3 separate regions of the Mus musculus genome follow, and all the other regions are linked to region 1. A link is a contact called in public Hi-C data. All regions are on one chromosome and are shown on one strand. Each heading gives the region's core, a stretch centred on a gene start, on an enhancer-like site or on the middle of the called end of the contact. The rest is flanking DNA. Distances are from core to core; before and after follow the strand shown. Region 1 holds the start of Gtf3c1 (general transcription factor III C 1). Region 2 holds the start of Ate1 (arginyltransferase 1). Region 3 holds the start of Ubfd1 (ubiquitin family domain containing 1).

Region 1 (2,710 bases), core at 112-2,611:
GTCCAAGGACTCCTAGATTTTAAGAACCACTGTTCGACAGCAGGACAGGGCAAACTGATAAAACGCATTTTTTTATAGTGCCTCGAGGACAAAGGACAAAGGCACCCTTTAAGCAGATGTAACACATTCGATGGTAACATGTCTTTCCATGCTACATCCACTGGCTTTCACAGCAATGCAGAAGGAAGGGGCAGTAATGAACTGTGAAGCAGCACAGACCCTTCCAGTCTCCTCAGACATCAGTGTTCCCATCTGAAAAGCTGGATATCAGAACAGCTATTCCCAGGGAGCGCCTGAGTGTCCACAGTGATTCTAACCAGGCTGCCTTTAGCCTTACGACTGACTAACTAACTGGCTATCATAGTTTGAGACTTGCTCCTAAAAACAATCTGCTTCTGTACAGATTGGCAACTGGTTTATCAGTCACAGCCCACCAAACTTGCTCCCGTAGACATGTGCACTGGCAAGCTCTGGAATGGAAGGCTTCTAAAATATTTTTTTTTTTCAGATTTTAAACTCCCATCGTCCAGGAGTCTTACTCATGCTGTCTCTTGATTAGCTATTTGACTTTGGCCAGGCAAAGTGGCCTGCCTTGTCTGAGCCTCAGCTCCCTCGCCTGTAAAATAAGTGACTATCCCAAAGGACTGCTGTGAAACGTTTGCACTTGTCAGTAGCTACAGAAACCCTGGCACCGAACAGTACTCAGTTCACGTGAGTTATCAACAATACCGAAGCACATAAAACTCTTCCCAGCCCTTTCCCTCCACTCCTGATGCCAGGAGCTGACAAACGTACTCCCAAGGGACACGCTTACCGCCAACCAACTTCGACATTCCCATCGCCCATCCCAGGACCCCCGCAATCCTCCTCACGCCTCCCCCGCGCCAATCTCTTCCCCGTCCCCCCTCCCTAAGTCTGAGAGAGGGACTCCTACAAAACCACTCCCAGCCGTGGTCCCCATCCCGCACCGCCAGAACCTTCCCCTCAGGCTGGACACCATCCTGGGCCGGGGTCCCTGTGGCTAGGCGTTCCTCCCTGAGACACCTCCGAGGGATGAGGGACGGCCGCCCAACCTCCCGGCGGGGCCCACGGACACTAACCGTCCATCCCTAGAGGCGGCGGTTCCGGCCTCCCGAACCGGAAGCGGCCCTGACAGTGTTTGCAGTTCCCCTGGTTACTACGGGGTTCCGGACCAATGGAGGAGGAACTCTGATCATTGAGCCCGCCCTCGGGTAGCGTGACGTCACGGCGGAGCGCTGGGACTCCCCATCAGTCCTCCCTAGGCCTCGGATCGCTGTACGCAGGCGCATTGGGCCCTGGCCTCGGCGGCGAGGTGCGCAGGCGCCCCGGGCGCTGCTAACTGAAGCGGCCATGGACGCGCTCGAGTCGTTGTTGGACGAGGTGGCCCTGGAGGGGCTCGACGGCCTGTGCCTGCCCGCGCTGTGGAGCCGCCTGGAATCCCGCTCGCCTGCCTTCCCATTGCCTCTGGAACCCTACACGCAGGAGTTTTTGTGGCGGGCTTTAGCCACGCACCCGGGCATCAGTTTCTACGAGGAGCCGCGAGAGAGACCTGACCTGCAGCTCCAAGACCGGTCAGCCACCAGGGGTGGGGCGAGGGCTGAGAGCCTGGAGCGGGGCAGGATGGTGCGATGCAGAACGGGGACCGTGGGACGTGGGGGATGGGCGCGGGAGGCGAGCAAACCTGAGCTCTGCGCCCTAGCAGGCCGGAGTAGATGAGCTGGGGGATGGGGTATCCGCTGTGACGGAACTGTTTCCCAGTGTGTTAAAGGAGCGAGTCTAAAGAGTTCCTTTAAGTTGGGTGATAGGACGGGAGTAGGAAAGTGGTTAAAAAGTGGGACTAGGTGAGGTCCTTCAGGGACCTTTAGGGAGCGTTCGTTCCGAAAGCTAAGGCAGCTCACTGGAGGTCTGCATAGCCCCGAATAGCAGTGAAAGAGTAGCCGAGGTGGACTGGGCGCTTCCCATAGGTGGGTTCCAAGACCCAGTTCTGGAAGCGACAGAACTCAGTTCCGCGACACTGAGCGAGACACTATTGTCTTTTCATTTTACAGAGGAGGAAACTGACGCCGAGAGGTTAAGGGATTAACCTTAGGTTAAGTACAGGATTCAGGGATTGCTAAATGCACTTTTCCCTTCTCCTATCTGTCCTTCTCCAGGAGCAGAATCCAGCTCCTTGCATGCTCTGCCCTTAGCCTCAGCCCACCCCTTACTCCCCTGTACAAGTTTTTGTTAAGAAAGGGCTGACGAGCTGGTCTTGGTGTTACACGCCTTTAATCCCAGCACTTGCGAGGCAGAGGCAGGCGGATTTCTGAGTTCGAGGCCAAGGCTACACAGAGAAACCCTGTCTCGAAAAACCAAAAAAAAAAAAGAAAAGAGAAAAAAAGAAAAAAAAAAGAAGAAAGAGCTGACAATACAGTTCAGTGTGATTTCATATCATACCCGCTTGCCTCTGCACTCTAGCACTTGGGTTACAGGCATGCCCTACCATGCCCTGCAAGTTGGAACTCTTAAGCTATATTATGAAGGTCAGAGGAGGTTCTAGAGGTAATAATGAACCAGATAAGTTTAGATTTAGGCGGCCACTTGGCAGAGTGCTCTGAACAAGCAACACCAAGTAGAATAGCTTAACGGGAGAGAAGTGAACTGCGTGCGCCTGAAGAGTACGCTTGGAAGCAGGGAGCGTGGAAAGTTT
Region 2 (2,710 bases), core at 113-2,612, 4.8 Mb before region 1:
CCCTGGAACAGCACGGAAGTGTGACCTTTTACCTGTATACTGGCAGGGAGCAGGGTCTGGAATTTGTGGTATTTAGGGCTTCTTAGGAGGCTGGAGTTGAGGCTGTATTTTTCCATCCTTTCAATCTTACATGAGTGGCTCAGAATTGTCTGCCCGTCAAGGTTTCAGGGTCTACAATGCCTTCTGGATGCCTCCAGCATTGGATGAAGGTTGTACACATATCTACTTGCAGGCTAAACACCCACAAACATAATTAAAAAAAAAAGTTTCCTGATTGCACTTTCTAGACACTGCAAAAAGGAATTCACCATATTGTCGACTATGGAAATTATGCCAGACAGACTTAAACATCTGTGTACGCAGAGGAGAAAGCTAAGGAATATTATCTTGGTAGGAGCATGCCTTTATTTTTACACTTTGCCTCACAACCTCATTCCCTAAAACACGTTCTTTGCAAATTGGAGACCCATGGAGTGAATTCAGATTATGTAAATGTTCAGCCTGAAGAGTTAAAAATTCTTTTTGAGTGATATTTAAAACTCCCTTTAAAAGAGGAAAGTGTCGCTTCGTCATTGGACATTCCGCTCTAGCAGAGTTGTTTGGATTCTAGATCCCTCTCTATCAAGCCAGCTCCGGCTCCTCGTTCCTCACAGGTGGTCAGGCGCAGAACTCGAGGTTAACCTTCAACTACAGAGCGCAAATGACCGGGTGAATCCCAACCTGGAGCCTCAGTTTCCCTATCTGTAAAGCGGGCTGAGAGATCGCGTCAGTGACAAGGACTGCTGTTGACTGGACAAGTAACCTGCTGGCCACTAAACACTGGGTTCCGAGACGCACCCCTGCAACCCAGGCTGGCGGCCAGTGGCCTGACCGGGGATCGGCGGAGAGCCGCGAACCCGGCAACCCCCGCGCTCTCGGCCCTTCCCCGAGGTTCCCCGCGCTGAGAGGCGTGGCCGCTCCTCAAGCCCACAGCGGCGGCCATGGCCTCGGTGGTGGAATACAAGGGCCTGAAGGCCGGCTACTACTGCGGCTACTGCGAGTCCAGGGAGGGCAAGACGTCGTGTGGTGAGTGTCCCGCCGTCCAGGTCGCCTTTACCGGCTTCAGCCAGGCTCTCGCTACGTCCTGGCAGGCCTGCCGCGCGGGTTGAGGCCGTTGGTCACCCGACTCCAGCTTCCCGGTCCCATTGGTCTCTCCTCAGCCGGCTTCCTTTCCATCCCGGTCTTCCCGCCCTCGCCCTCCCTAGGGGGTAGCCGCCCCTCACAGAGGAGGAACGGAACTAGCGGACGGCTGCCCGCAGTCAACATGGCGCGGGCGGCGTCAGTGACGTAGGGCGTCCGGTCCTTCCAGCCCGGGAGCACTCGAGTGGCTTCGCGCGATCTTCGGAGGCGCGCGCGTTGCATTGTGGGGTGGTGGAGGCGAAGGCGGCGGTAGCGGCGGCTGCGTAGGACTGGGTGGCGCAGCGGCGGCGGGGTCGCGGACATGGCTTCTTGGAGCGCGCCTTCACCTAGCCTTGTAGAGTATTTTGAGGGCCAGACCTCCTTCCAGTGTGGCTACTGCAAGAACAAGTTGGGCAGTCGCTCCTATGGTGAGCGAGCTCGGCCGGCGGGCGTGTGCTTCGGGCTCTGTGAGGGTCTTGGGTGGCCGCAGCCTGGGGGAGCGTCGTGAAGAGCCGGGTGTCCTCCACCCTTGCTCCCTCAGCGGCTGCTCTGGGAGACGGGAAGGGAGATGGGGAGGCTCCTGGGAGCTGACGGCCGCCCTGCATCCATCCCCGCGGCAGCCGAGGCCCCCTGCTGCATGTGTAGAGGGGCGTGTGCGTGCACACCTGTTCGCTGTCATTTTGGAGAAAGTGTCTGGGAGAACGTACTGGAAACCGAGATCGGCTTGATATTTTGATAAAATACCTGCTCGACTTTTTTTTTAAATCAGGGATTTATACCATGTCATTGTGCCAATCCATCTTGAAGACCGTAATAACGGTGTTCCTTCAGGCTTTAGGTTTCTTTTCTTTTTATTTTATTTTATTTTTCTGGCTTTTCGAGACAAACGTTTTCTGTGTAGCTCTGGCTGTCCTGGAATCCACTCTGTAGACCAGGCTGGCCTGGAATTCAGAGATCCGCCTGCCCCTGCCTCCCGAGGGTCTGGGATCAAAGGTGTGCATCACCACCGGGCTAGGATTCAGGTTTCTTACGGAAGATTTGTTTGTAAGCCGAATATGTACTTATTGTCTGCCGTGTCATGATCGGCAAATACAGAATCTAGGATGGATGGTTTAGAATAATCCTGCAGGTGGAAGCAAGGTAACTTGACTATAAATTTAGGTTAGAGATTTACCCGTTTTGAAAGACAGTTTAGTGGTTTGGCTGTGCACGGGATTTTGGTTTATGGATGCATTAAAAGTGTTTATTAGGAGAAAGTGTATTATTAGGTGAACCGCGGCCTTGGGTAGACAGTTATACAATCGTTAGATGCACGGATTACGAAGACCAGTTAAGTGAAAAAAACGCTTGGAGCATAGGGTTAAATAAACAGGATGCAGATGACAGCCGAGTACACGTGACAGCTGAGAGGAATACGGTCCAATAAAGCCCAAATAAGGCCAAGAAAGCACATCAAATGACAGTGGCTCACTTTGAGTGATAGAGATACTATTCTTTTTCAGAATTTTTATATTCTGACTATAATATTTGCCAGTATTATGTGACTGAAACA
Region 3 (2,710 bases), core at 95-2,594, 3.6 Mb after region 1:
AATACTGAAAATTCCCAAGTGTAGGAGATACAGAAAGCCAATAAGCTTTTTACCCGATACATGGAGAAAGCTTTAAGGAAAGTATTTCAAGTAGCAAACCAAAACAAATAAAACGGCCATGTATGAATATTTATAAAGGGCCATTAGGACAGTTGATAACACTGTTTCATGAACTTCCCTTATGAAACTGATCTGTCTGCTGAAAATAAATCCGTGGCTAAATACTGGACCTGTTCAGAATCTCCTGTAAAGTTCATAAATACCGCGCCTAGCAATGACAGTCCAACATTAGTTAGAAGGGTGAGCCTTAATACTCAAGATTCAGGCTTGCATCTCACTCCACCACTTGGTGGTACCACTATCATTCTGGGCCTAATTTTCCCTCTCTGATTACTAATGGACATACAAGTACTGATTTCAGAAAACTGCAGTGAGGATAGCGGGAGTCTAGGCGCAAGAAAATCGCTAACAGTTTAGCACGACGTAAGCATCAAGAGCTAGAAGGTAGGTCGTGGGTAGAAGCAGTCGGGTGTCAGCTCCTCGAATACCTGTAATGGAGTGAATCTTCTGCTTTAGCTCGGACCCCGTGCTGTCCAGAGGGACCTTCACGTCGTGTTTGGTCTTGTTCCAGATTATCTTCAGATCCACCAGCTCCTTGCCCACACCGCCGCCCGCGTCCTCGCCGTTGCTGACCGAGGCCTGGGCCGCAGGGTCCCCAGGGGGCTGGGCCGGGGCCGGCTGCAGGTTGCCTCGCGCGTCGCAGGAGTCCTCCGCCGCTGCCCCTACGGCTGCTTCGGCCTCCACGCAGTTGAGGGGCCGTGCGGGCGCCTCGGTGGCCACAGCCTCGGCCTCCGTGTCCATGCCTGGCTCCTCCATGCCTGCAAAGGGGTTAGGGGGGTGGGTGCTCGCCACGAGCCCGGCCTGCGACGAGAACGGGCCCGGGCACCGTCGTTGCCGCGCCACGCTCCTCCCTCCGGGGCCAGGCCCGGTCCCACGACCCCGGCAGCGTCCGCAAGCTCTTCAGCCGCCGACCGACCGCCTTCCCCGCCACACTCACCATCCGGGGCTCCGGCCGCCGCCATGATGATTGTGTACAACACCCACCACGACCGCAGGGGCCGCCGGGAAGAAGCGAGCTGGCGGAGATTGGCCCCCGCACCAGCCCCTAATTTCACACAGGCTGGCCGGAAACAGGTGGAGGTTTCTATGGAGACCCGCCTCCTCCGCTTCCCGGGCCGGCCCCTGCCACGCTTTAGCATTCCCGCAGCCGGAGGGGGCGGGTCTGGGAGATCGCCTGCTCGCAGCGCTCGGTCCCCGAGCGGCGGCGCATCGCCGCCCTAGTCCAGAGGGGCGTGAGCAGCCCAGATAGGCGGCTTACGCCTTTAAGTGGCAGGGCCGCGCTCGCTGTGGCGAAAGTTGATTGGTTGGAGTGATTTTTTTCCCCCCCGCCGAGCGGAAGTGACGCGCGAAGGAGCCCACGTGTGTGTTTCTAGTCCACATGGCGGCGCCCCTCAAGAGGCTTCTGCTGGCCGAGCCGCACGTGGTGGCCCTCGGGCACCGCGTGGGGCGGCGCGAGGCCAGTCTGGGCCCAGATCCCGGGGCCCCGGTGCGAGTGCGCTTCGCTCCCAGCCCCACAGGTAATCCTAACGGACGTGACGCCGCTCGCCGCAGCCCACCTTCCCGTCCCCGCCCCCGAAAGTTCCAGAAACAGTCCCTTCCGGGGTTGTCTGCGCGACCCCGTTTTAAAGAGACGGAGGTGGAGGGCTAGGATTTGAAGTGATTGAGATTGCTAGAAGTTTCCTTGTTGTATTGTCTCTGTCCTTTCTTATTGCACGCTGTGTGCAGAGCGTATAGACTTTATGCCAAGGCCTATGCGCTATAATGCAGTGGTCATTGAAAAGTCAGGGTTCTGGCTTTGAAGAAACCGACAAATCCTAGAGTCATATGTGTCCATTTTGGCAGTGAAGCGGGATAGGGCGCCCTAGAAGGTATTGCTGAAGAGGTAACATTTGAGTTGAGAACAAGTGTCAAGAAGACCCGCTTGAAGCCTAAGAGGAAACGACATGCACAAAAGCCTGAGTTTGCTGGCAGCTTAGCAAGTCAGAAGAAAACAGAGGCCCATGTATATCTTGCTAGGAATTCTGTGTCTCCTCCCTTCCCACAAATTCCCAACCTTTAGTTCAAGCCACCTTCTACCCTGTTCACACTGAGCAACCGTTCATTCTAGGTCTAGGGTCAGCAGGAAAAGATATTTCTGAGTCTCAGCTGCACAGGAAGAACGCATTACCTCCAGGCAGGCAATGTAGATTGTGGAACTTCGATATGTGGTAGAAGCCCTGGTTCATAGTTAACTGTTGTGAATCTGTTTTTAAGACTGATATAAACGAAACTGCTAGGGAGAAAATGAGTGTCTCAAAACCGAGAGAACAAAATCATCTTTCTTTTTGTTAGTCTCAGTGATGTAAAATAGCTTATCAAATGACTGCAAGTATCTAAGTATCACAGTGTCTGTGTTTACCTATGGTCAACATGAACTGGGATACTCACCTTGTTGGAAGAAGCACTTATGCAGGCATCCAAGGCCTGGCATTTTCTGCATCTATATTTTTGTCTTTGCCAATCCCTAGATGTGTTGCTTTGGCAGAATTATTTGCTCTGTTTATGTCCCAATTTTGTGATTTGTCAAGTAGGGCTAATAATAGTGCCTGTC

Evidence for each region. A called contact is a pair of places that touch in the nucleus more often than the background predicts.
Region 2: a Hi-C map of CD8 T cells shows a contact between it and region 1, with 4 times the contacts expected there. The contact joins the promoter of Ate1 here to the promoter of Gtf3c1 in region 1. A contact is called at or near these places in 4 of 484 Hi-C or Micro-C datasets (B cells, CD4 T cells, CD8 T cells and 1 more).
Region 3: a contact with region 1 is called in a Hi-C map of muscle stem cells, with 6 times the contacts expected there. The contact joins the promoter of Ubfd1 here to the promoter of Gtf3c1 in region 1. A contact is called at or near these places in 1 of 39 promoter capture datasets (cranial neural crest) and 1 of 484 Hi-C or Micro-C datasets (muscle stem cells).

The regions. Positions count from the first base shown.
Region 1 is chr7:125,706,339-125,709,048 of GRCm38.p6, reverse strand. It overlaps Gtf3c1 (general transcription factor III C 1), which reads left to right and starts at 1,361. Exons shown (of 37, transcript NM_207239.1): 1 at 1,361-1,592. The coding sequence starts at 1,372. D430042O09Rik (RIKEN cDNA D430042O09 gene) reads right to left here and starts at 1,179. Exons shown (of 28, transcript NM_001081022.2): 1 at 1,101-1,179. The coding sequence starts at 1,107.
Region 2 is chr7:130,518,232-130,520,941 of GRCm38.p6, reverse strand. Ate1 (arginyltransferase 1) reads left to right here and starts at 1,362. Exons shown (of 12, transcript NM_013799.3): 1 at 1,362-1,586. The coding sequence starts at 1,481. It overlaps Gm4275 (putative uncharacterized protein ZNRD1-AS1), which reads right to left and starts at 1,351. Exons shown (of 4, transcript XR_869987.2): 1 at 1,097-1,351.
Region 3 is chr7:122,065,832-122,068,541 of GRCm38.p6, reverse strand. Ubfd1 (ubiquitin family domain containing 1) reads right to left here and starts at 1,344. Exons shown (of 7, transcript NM_138589.2): 1 at 1,058-1,344; 2 at 549-878. The coding sequence starts at 1,259. It overlaps Ears2 (glutamyl-tRNA synthetase 2, mitochondrial), which reads left to right and starts at 1,456. Exons shown (of 9, transcript NM_026140.3): 1 at 1,456-1,637. The coding sequence starts at 1,499.